Linked DNA regions of Sus scrofa: region 1 is linked to region 2. The links are chromatin contacts, called in public Hi-C maps. All regions are on one chromosome and are shown on one strand. The core of a region is the stretch at or near the end of the contact, and the rest is flanking DNA. Distances in the headings are between cores, read along the strand shown. Region 1 holds the start of CCDC18 (coiled-coil domain-containing protein 18). Region 2 holds the start of DR1 (protein Dr1).

Region 1 (4,390 bases), core at 1,140-3,639, 170 kb after region 2:
ACTACAGTCATTCACATTTTCTTAAAGGTAATTACCAGATAAAGGTTACCCCCTTTTCCCATTTTCTATGGCTATAAAATTTAAAAACCACACACTCATATTCACATCACAACCAGAGATCAAAATGGCATGTAGCGGGCTAACTCATAGAAACATATAAAGATAAGCTTTTGTTTCAACTGATGTTATCTCTAGGGTTGTGAAATTCCCTACTAAGTACTTGTGCACATAAAATGTGCAATAAAGTACCACATGTTATTGTTAATAATTAACGTGTAGTTATTGTGTATTAAAACATATCATTAATAATAATACAATTAAGATGAAAGTTTGATAATCTCTACTACTCCTATACATCTTTTTGCATAATCTTAAAATTACATTTCTCTTTCAGATCCCATTTACCTTTGTCATTGAAGCATCTCTTTCATCACCCTTCTAGAATTCTGACCACATCTCAAGCTCCAAAAGGTTAGGAGTCCTCTGTTATCTTGTGCAGGACTCTAAGGTGCTTAGACAAACTCAGTATTTTCAGGGAATAAATAAATGATGATCACCAAAGTGTCCTTCCTTCCCCTAACCTAGCTGAAATAATACGACAAATTGTTCCTCATTCAAAATTTCTGAGATGTAGGGAGGAAGATTAAAAAGAAAACTCTCACCTTATTAGAGGGAACTGTGGCAGAAACTTAAATGAACTGCTATTATAATCTTAGCAGAGAAAATGTTTCTCTCCTCTTTCCTCTTTGGTTTCCACAAATTTGCTTCCGCTTAAACAGACGCTCCCAAACAAAAGTCAATGGATCAGGTCCCCATGCTGCTTTTTCTTTTCAATATCTCTAGTTCCCTACAGGATAGTGAAGGTAAAAAGGGTAAAGAAAATTTGGGCAAATTCTACAATGCTATTCGATTTTATGTTTCAACTAAGTCAGGTTTATGTCCAACATCTTGTATACATTTTAATGTAAGAATTCTCTAACCCTTCTGAAGTTATCAATGAAAACGTCTGAAGTTCAAATATATTTTCGTTTTCAGACTGAGCTCTCTATTGTCTTCAAATAAAGCGTCTGCCCCCCTTCAAGTCTATCTTGGAAAAGCACATCATGCTACCTCCAGGCCTTGACGCCTTTCGGCCCAAATAACGGTGCGTTTGTGGCTATATCCACGCACACCCACGGCCCCGAAGCACAAGTGTTCACTTCACTCCCGGGATGTAAAACCAGAGACTGGGGTCGAAAAGGCTTCCCCGTTTTGCAAGGGGGCCGTGACCCGAGAGGGCACCGTGCTGTGACAAGAACGCTCAATCTGACACAAACGCGTCCTTCGTTCATCTGGAACAAGCGGAGGAAAACTCGACAGCTTGCTTTTCCATCTCTCTTCACCTAAAACACAACCCTGCAGAGCAGCAGCTCAAGCGCAAGGGCGAGGCCCAGGAGAAGCGCCTCAGGGGACCAGAGGGGAAGGAACACAACCCCCTCCGGCAGGCCGCTCGCCACCCAAGCCGCAGTTGGGAGACCCACCGACGCCGGCGCACCCGTCTGCGCTCGGAAACCTCGCCCCTCTCCCGGACCCAGAGCGTGGAACCCCCGACACTGCACGCGGGACACCAGCGAACCCCGGCGGCGTCGCGTTCGAACCGCCGCGGGAGCCGTTGGCGACGCCCCGCCGCAGCCCCGCCCCCGCGCGGGCCCCGAGGCCTGTCGGGAATTGTGGTCTGCGAGCGAGGCCGAGCTCGCTCCCTGAACTACATTTCCCACAGCTACCGCCACGACGCCCATTGGTGTGAGGGCAGCCATGGGAGGCTGCGGTCTTCTGGGAGTCAAGCGGGCCGCGCTCCCGCGGGGCTGGAGGCGCCGAGACCGAGGAGGGTGTGGAAAAGGACTGCTGGCCCCGCCCTCAGCGCCTACGCTCCCCAGGCCGGCGCTTCCTCGTCCGAGGAGCACGCCTCCACCGCGGCCGGCTCCCGGACCTCCTTCAGGCTCCAGCTTTCCCCGCCGCCCACGAGGAGCCCGGGGAGGCGAAGCGGGGCGCAGGCGTCACTAGCCCACCCTTCCCACGCCTCTTCCGGCCCGAGACCGCCCCGGCAGGCATGGGCGACAAGATCCGGCTGCCCTTCCCGGGGGTCCTCTGGGCCGCTCTGCTGCTGCCCGCGGCGGCCGGCTTCACGCCCTCCTTGGACAGCGACTTCACGTTCACCCTTCCCGCCGGCCAGAAGGAGTGTTTCTACCAGCCCATGCCCCTGAAGGCCTCGCTGGAGATCGAGTACCAAGTAGGTGCAGAGGGCAGCCAGCCTCCTTCCGTTCGCCCCGCCGCACGTCGTCGCCTCTCACCGGCGTAGGAAGCCGGGGAGCCGCGGGGGGTGAGGCGAGGGCCGCGGGGGGAGCCGGGCAGCTCTGCGCAGGCGCGGAGGCGAGGTCCTGGCCGCGCCGGGGACCGGGAAGTTAGGCGGGACCTAGAATCGACTCCCGCCCTCTCCCCTTTCCTCCGGTCGGAAGGAGGCCAGCCCCGGTGATGTCGGCGGTTTTTCTTTGTGTTTTATAATTCACCTGAGGTTTTTCTAGCCAGTACACGCTCCAGTACGGCGGATTTCACAATACAGGTCTAATACACGTTCTTCTTAATCATTGGACGAGACGATGACACTTTTTTAATCACTTCCACCATCCTCACCCAAATCCGGCTTTGTGAGTCTACGCTGTCATTACTTCTTCAAGGATTTTTGAATTGTGACCCTGTGATTTTTCACTAAATCTTATTTGAGGATATTTTGAAAGGAGTTACTGATGTGTTTAATGGTACATTGCCTTCTCCGTTATATAACCATCATTTAAAAACCAAATAGGATCTAATTGTTTATTAGAACTTTATAACTTTTCGTCAGCATTCTAAGCGTTTCTCCCATATTGTTTTCTTTTTAGTGTCTACATAATGTTACAGGGAGTTACCTTAATCTATGTAGTCATTCTGGTAGAGGGTACTTTCTTAGGAGAAATCTTGTTAGCTCCAGTACAGCTGATTTCGATGTTTCTAGGTAGCACTGGAAAAAAAAAAACAAAAAAAAAAAACAGCAGCCTTGGTGTAGTTCATCTTTCAATTTTTATACAGGCTACCTAATTTTTAATGTTAATTTTCTATGGTTGATATAGAGAATCTTTCAGTAACAGATATTGTCACATGTAGAGTTTTTAAAAGTTATTTAGAATTTTCATCAGAAGGAACTTTAGAATTAGATTATTTATATATAGATGTATAAGGTAGGCATAGAGAGTAAAGTATCTAAAGTCACATAGTTAGCAAAACGGGCTGGAACTCAACATTTCTTGATTTCCAGTCCAGTTGAAAAGTTAATTTACTGAACTTTACATGTTACCCTGTGCCAGTAACGAGTGAATGGAGGCACGGACACAGGGGAGGGGACAAAAGAAAGATCCCTTTTCAAGGATCTTAATATTTAAGGGTTACTGGTTCATAAACAAGTAGTATCAATAAGGTATGGTATAGCTGCTGTGGGAGGAGGGCTTCTTCTCTGGGGTTTCAGAAAAGGTTTCCTGAAGAAGAATAAATTTGAATTTAGAAAGATGCTTAAGTGAAGCAGGAATGCAAGAAAGAAGGGGCATTTCAAGAAAAGGAACAGAAGGAAGAGAGAGTTCTGAAAATGCATAGTGTGAGTGTTTTAGCAGTGGGCAATATGTAGTGGACACTACAAGTGTTGAGTTTTTGTTGGACCTTTAAGACTGTAAAGTCTAGGGTGGGAGTAGAAGAAAAAGGTTGAAGAGGTTAGGAGGCTAGATCATGGCTCATAAATCTTAAGCTTGTGCACCATACTAAGTAGCTTTGACCTTGTTCTACATAAGGGCCATTGAGGATTAGGCAGCGTGCTAACAGTAAAAAATGTTTTACAGTTGGAGGATAGATTTAAGGAGCAGTGTTAGAGGTAAGGAAACCAACTATGGGGTTAGATAAATAGTCTAGATGAGAAAACAATTTTAATGTTCAAAATTCATCAGTATTTAACAAAGCATTGGGAAAGAAATCTATTTTAAACTATTGACCTCTTACAATTAAGAGCCCCAACTGTAGAGAAAAAATGCCTGCGTTGAAATCCTGTCTCTTAACTGTTAGCTTGAATAAGTTTCTTAACTCCACACTTGTGTAGAGATAATGGTTAAGAGTTGATTTGAAACTGTGAGCTAACAAGTGTTCATCCACCATCCCTGACACATAGTAAATATTCAATAAATGTTAGATTTTTTTGCATTTATACTTACAGAGTTACCTAGCTGGTATCATCTAGGTTTATACTTTGCACCTTTAATCACTCTTTGAAAGACTTTTCCACTAAACCATTCTACTTAAATTGTTTAAATTTAAATGTTTTGATTGAGGAGAG
Region 2 (4,258 bases), core at 678-3,177:
GAACCATCAGAATACAGTTCCCCAACTCTATTACTGAACTAAATCCTTTCCAAGAGAAGAAAGAAGAAACTGTTACACTTCCAGAAGCGCTGCTCAAGAAAAGGTTGCGTGTGTACATCCAAGTGGGGAGGACGGCAGGAAAGGGCAGCGGAATGTCCCGCGAAAAAAAACCTCACAATCTTTCCATCCAAGCTTGGAAAAGCTACCGCCACAAAGCAAAGCAAGTTGCAGAAGAAAAAGGAAGGAAGGAGGGAGGGAAGGAAGGAAGGAAAGAGAAGGAAAGGAGAGGAGGGAGAGGAAAGGGTGCCTTTTCTTACAGAATAGAACTTGAGAGCTCTGGCAACTTGTTGCTGGCCGGCAGGACCATTTTCAAAGCAGAGAACACAGACACTCTCTCCATCCAACCCTAATCCACCGCGCAGCGCTCAACATCCACGTTCCTCCCACTCTCCCCGCGTTCTCAACACGCGTCTTTCCCTCCACCCTGGGGCAGGGCTCGGGTGGGGATGAAGGTCCCGTCTGCATTCAGAGCCTCCGCGGGACAGCTTCTGGGTTCCTCTCCGTTGTCACGCCCTCGGTCCCCCTTCCGCAGGCTCCTTCTCGCTCCTCACGTCCGGGTTCCACCGCAGGCAGGCAAAACTCCTGCCGCTTCGGCTGGCCCGGCTGTAAACTGAGAGCACCCCTCCCGCTCGAGCCGGGGGCACGCCAGCTGGCCCCGCCGCTGGGCAGCTCTTCCACCATCCGCTGCTTGAAAAGGGCGAGAACCCGCCACGGGGATGTGAAGGCGCCGGCTGCCCCCACGCCCGCGGGGCCTTGTCAGCGACCAGCACTAAGCCACCAGGACCAGCCTGAGGGCTGGGACATGACGGCGTCGCCCACGAGCACGCCGTCCCCGGCCGGCCCCTCTTCGGCAGCAAAAGCCCACAGAGACCACTTACCTTGTATGACGTGCTCTGGCGAGATGGTCTTCTTTTCCGATTTGTTGCAAATCTCATTGGCTTCAGAAGATACAAGGTGAATGAATTCAGTGCAGCAGTTCACCACCAGCTCCCGGGCATCGTTGGCCACCCGGACATTGGGCAGAGTCTCTTTGATCATCTTATTAATAGCAGCTCTGGGTATAGTGAGATCATCGTCGTTGCCAGATGAGGAGGCCATCGTACCTTCCTACCTCTCGTGCCCCGACTTGTAAAAAACTCCCCAGCTCTGGTCCACACTCCACGAAGCTTCTTTCAAAAGGGCGCCTCGGAGAGTGAGCCCGGCGGCGCTCTGAGAATAGGGTGCAGGAGATAAAGGGGGGGTCAAGAGGGCAAGAAACACCCGCGTGCGTGAGATTCAGGGCGAGGCTGGGAACAAAGTTGGGGGCTGAGGATCCTGGGGACAGCACCGCCCAGGTCAGCGAGGGAAAGCAAGGTGGTGCGGAAATCTAAGCCCGGAGAACCACCTTCGTGCCTCCTCAGAGGGGCGTGCGCTGTCGCCTAACCGGTCCCCAACGGCGCCGGAGCAGAGGCAAGGTCCAGGGGCACTGGCCTGGCCGCGGTACCGGGCGGACACCCAGCGGGCCGGGCTCTACAGAGCCGGAGCCCCCGCTGCCGCCGCCAGCAGCCGCTGCCGCTGCCTCGGCCAAACCATCCTTCAGACACCGGCGCCGCCGCCTCACAACATGTCGGCCGCGGCCGCTGCTGGAACCCGGGCGGCCGCCGGGGAACGAAGACGGACAGAGCCGGCACAGGCGAGCGGCAGGGGCGGCCGCTGTGGCCGTTCAGCCCGAACGCAGACCGTGGAAGCCGAAGACGCGGTAACGGTGGTCCCTCCAGAGGCCACAGAAGAAGGTTTGCTGGAAGTCTCTCCCGATACCCTTTGCGCTACCGGAAGTCTCGCCCCCACACGTTTTCCCCCCCTCCAGCCCGACTTCCGGGTGTGGCTGCAGCCCTTCCCCCACCCGCGCCGGCGGGAACCGCCCGTCCTCCCCGCCAGCTGCTTCCGCTTTCCGTGGTCCCGGCACGCGCCTTGGGGTCCCGCCCCTTCCCGGGGCCGTAGCGGCCGGGCGCGCGCCCCGCGGTACCGGAGCGCCCCGGCAGGCGTCGGACGCGGGCCGGGGTGGCTGCGTGGACTGGCGAAGATGGAAAGCCGCCTCTGCCCTCTCAACCCGCTGAGGCTCGGAACCCATTCCTAGCCAAGTTTGCAGACAAAGGGGCGCTGGATTTCGTTTAAAGAATTCTAGTTGCTCATCCTAAAGCGCCCGAATTGAGATTGAAAGGAAGAGGAAGGAGGCCTGGGCTCGGCCGTGCAGTATGGGGGAAGTAGAACCCGGTGTGTCTGTATCGTCCACAGGAAGACGCTTTGGATAGTACCTCATAGACGTTATTCGGGTGGAAACTCGGGCGCCCCACCCATTTTCTGGTTTTATGGGAAACATTCAGAAAAGTGACTTTCCCTCGCGGTCACTGCTAATACCTAAACTGGAAACTAGAAATAAGATCCATCGTAGTGGAAACGCCTAGTCTACAATGAGCCAGATTAGAAGGTTCCGATTTAGACATTTTGGATTTCGATGAAGCGAAAAAGAGTGGGCTCTGATTTTTTTTTTTTTTTTGCAAACGTGTATCAAGTTCTTAAGAAAAATTGCACAAGAAATAGCAACAACAGACAAAAAGACCAAAAAAAAAAAAAAAAAAAAAAAAAAGGAGTTCCCGTCGTGGCGCAGTGGTTAACGAATCCGACTAGGAACCATGAGGTTGCGGGTTCGGTCCCTGCCCTTGCTCAGTGGGTTAACGATCTGGCGTTGCCGTGCGCTGTGGTGTAGGTTGCAGACGCGGCTCGGATCCCGCGTTGCTGTGTCTCTGGCGTAGGCCGGTGGCTACAGCTCCGGTTCGACCCCTAGCCTGGGAACCTCCATATGCCGCGGGAGCGGCCCAAGAAATAGCAACAACAACAAAAAGACCAAAAAAAAAAAAAAAAAAAGAAAAATTGCATTATTTCTAAAAGCTAAGTTTGCCATACTGTCATTTTGAAGAAGCAGACTATATTATAAATAGGGAGGTGCAATTTCTAAAAGGCAAACCAGATACCGTTTACATGAGTTTGGGCACTTTAGTTAATCAGCTAAATTGTTCTTAGATTGGACAGCAACTGGCTTGTTTGAAATGTTTTCTTAAAACCTTTTGGTGTATGATCCTAGGTGTAGCACTTTAGGAGACCTTAATTACATTTTTAAAAAAATTTTTCATTTAGCATTTTCGCCAGTACACTTGCAGGTTTTTTAATTTCTGGAGTTTAGACCCTTTTTCTCAGTGTTACTAAGTTTAGTCGAAACAAAATTTATTTGATAAAGTTTTTCTTTAAAGTGGGAATGTGAAACTCTTGGCTCAGATGTTGGCTATTAAGTATTTTTGTACGTCAAGGTACTGTTGCATTAAAGGGTTTTATTGCCTAAATTTATCTTGGGCTTACCAAGTTTGCAAGCCTGAAAAAGCTAGCTAGCAAAAAAGGTCCCCGAAATGATCACATTGTCACTGACCCAAAACTTAATATTCTTGAAAAAAATGTAATAATGATAATTTTGCCTTTTCATATAACATTTGTGCTACATAGGCTTGTAGGGTTATGATACATAAAGCAGTAGAGCACACATGTTGTTACTCCAGTAATTTATTACTACAGAGTTCTGTGGTAAAAGAAGCAAGAAATGTGTAGTAAAGAAACAGGTTCCAGTCCCAGTTTTTTGTAACTTTAGGCAGGCCACCTTCCAAGTCTCCTTTTTCCTCAACCAGAAATGGAAATATTACATAACTCAGAAGACACAAAGTCGAATGAGACTGTATGTAAAAGCACCTTTAACATTATGAATTATTATATAAATGATGGGGTATGGCTGTCATCTTTACCAGGTCTGGGTAGTCTTCAGCCACTGATAACCCATACGTAGTATGGCTGAGGGAAATTTTAAATATAAATAGCAGAGAAATATGTTAATCTGGAGCCCACATTTAAACACTTATAGAACAGTAGATCCCTATTATAAATAGACTTTTGAAAAGACAAGGATAGCATCTCTTTAATAAGCTTTAAGGGTTTTAGAATGCTTGTATATGAAACATGTTTTTCATGGTATCCCAAAATTCATGATATGAACAGAAACAAAATAGAGCTGTTTCTTAGGATGAGTTAGGCTAACTCTGTAGTAATCTTAAGATGTGTTAATTTGTAGATGCCCAAACTTTCAGCTAAAATTGCTGACAATAATCTTATACCATTT

What was found. A called contact is a pair of places that touch in the nucleus more often than the background predicts.
Region 1: a contact with region 2 is called in a Hi-C map of skeletal muscle, with 6 times the contacts expected there. The contact joins the promoter of CCDC18 here to the promoter of DR1 in region 2. A contact is called at or near these places in 3 of 47 Hi-C or Micro-C datasets (liver, retroperitoneal adipose tissue and skeletal muscle).

The regions. Positions count from the first base shown.
Region 1 is chr4:124,007,902-124,012,291 of Sscrofa11.1, forward strand. It overlaps CCDC18 (coiled-coil domain-containing protein 18), which reads right to left and starts at 2,390. Exons shown (of 32, transcript XM_021090190.1): 1 at 2,267-2,390; 2 at 663-847. It overlaps TMED5 (transmembrane p24 trafficking protein 5), which reads left to right and starts at 1,924. Exons shown (of 4, transcript NM_001243695.1): 1 at 1,924-2,269. The coding sequence starts at 2,090.
Region 2 is chr4:123,833,948-123,838,205 of Sscrofa11.1, forward strand. It overlaps DR1 (protein Dr1), which reads right to left and starts at 1,928. Exons shown (of 3, transcript XM_001928479.5): 1 at 939-1,928. The coding sequence starts at 1,158. It overlaps CCDC18 (coiled-coil domain-containing protein 18), which reads right to left. Exons shown (of 32, transcript XM_021090190.1): 32 at 3,634-4,258.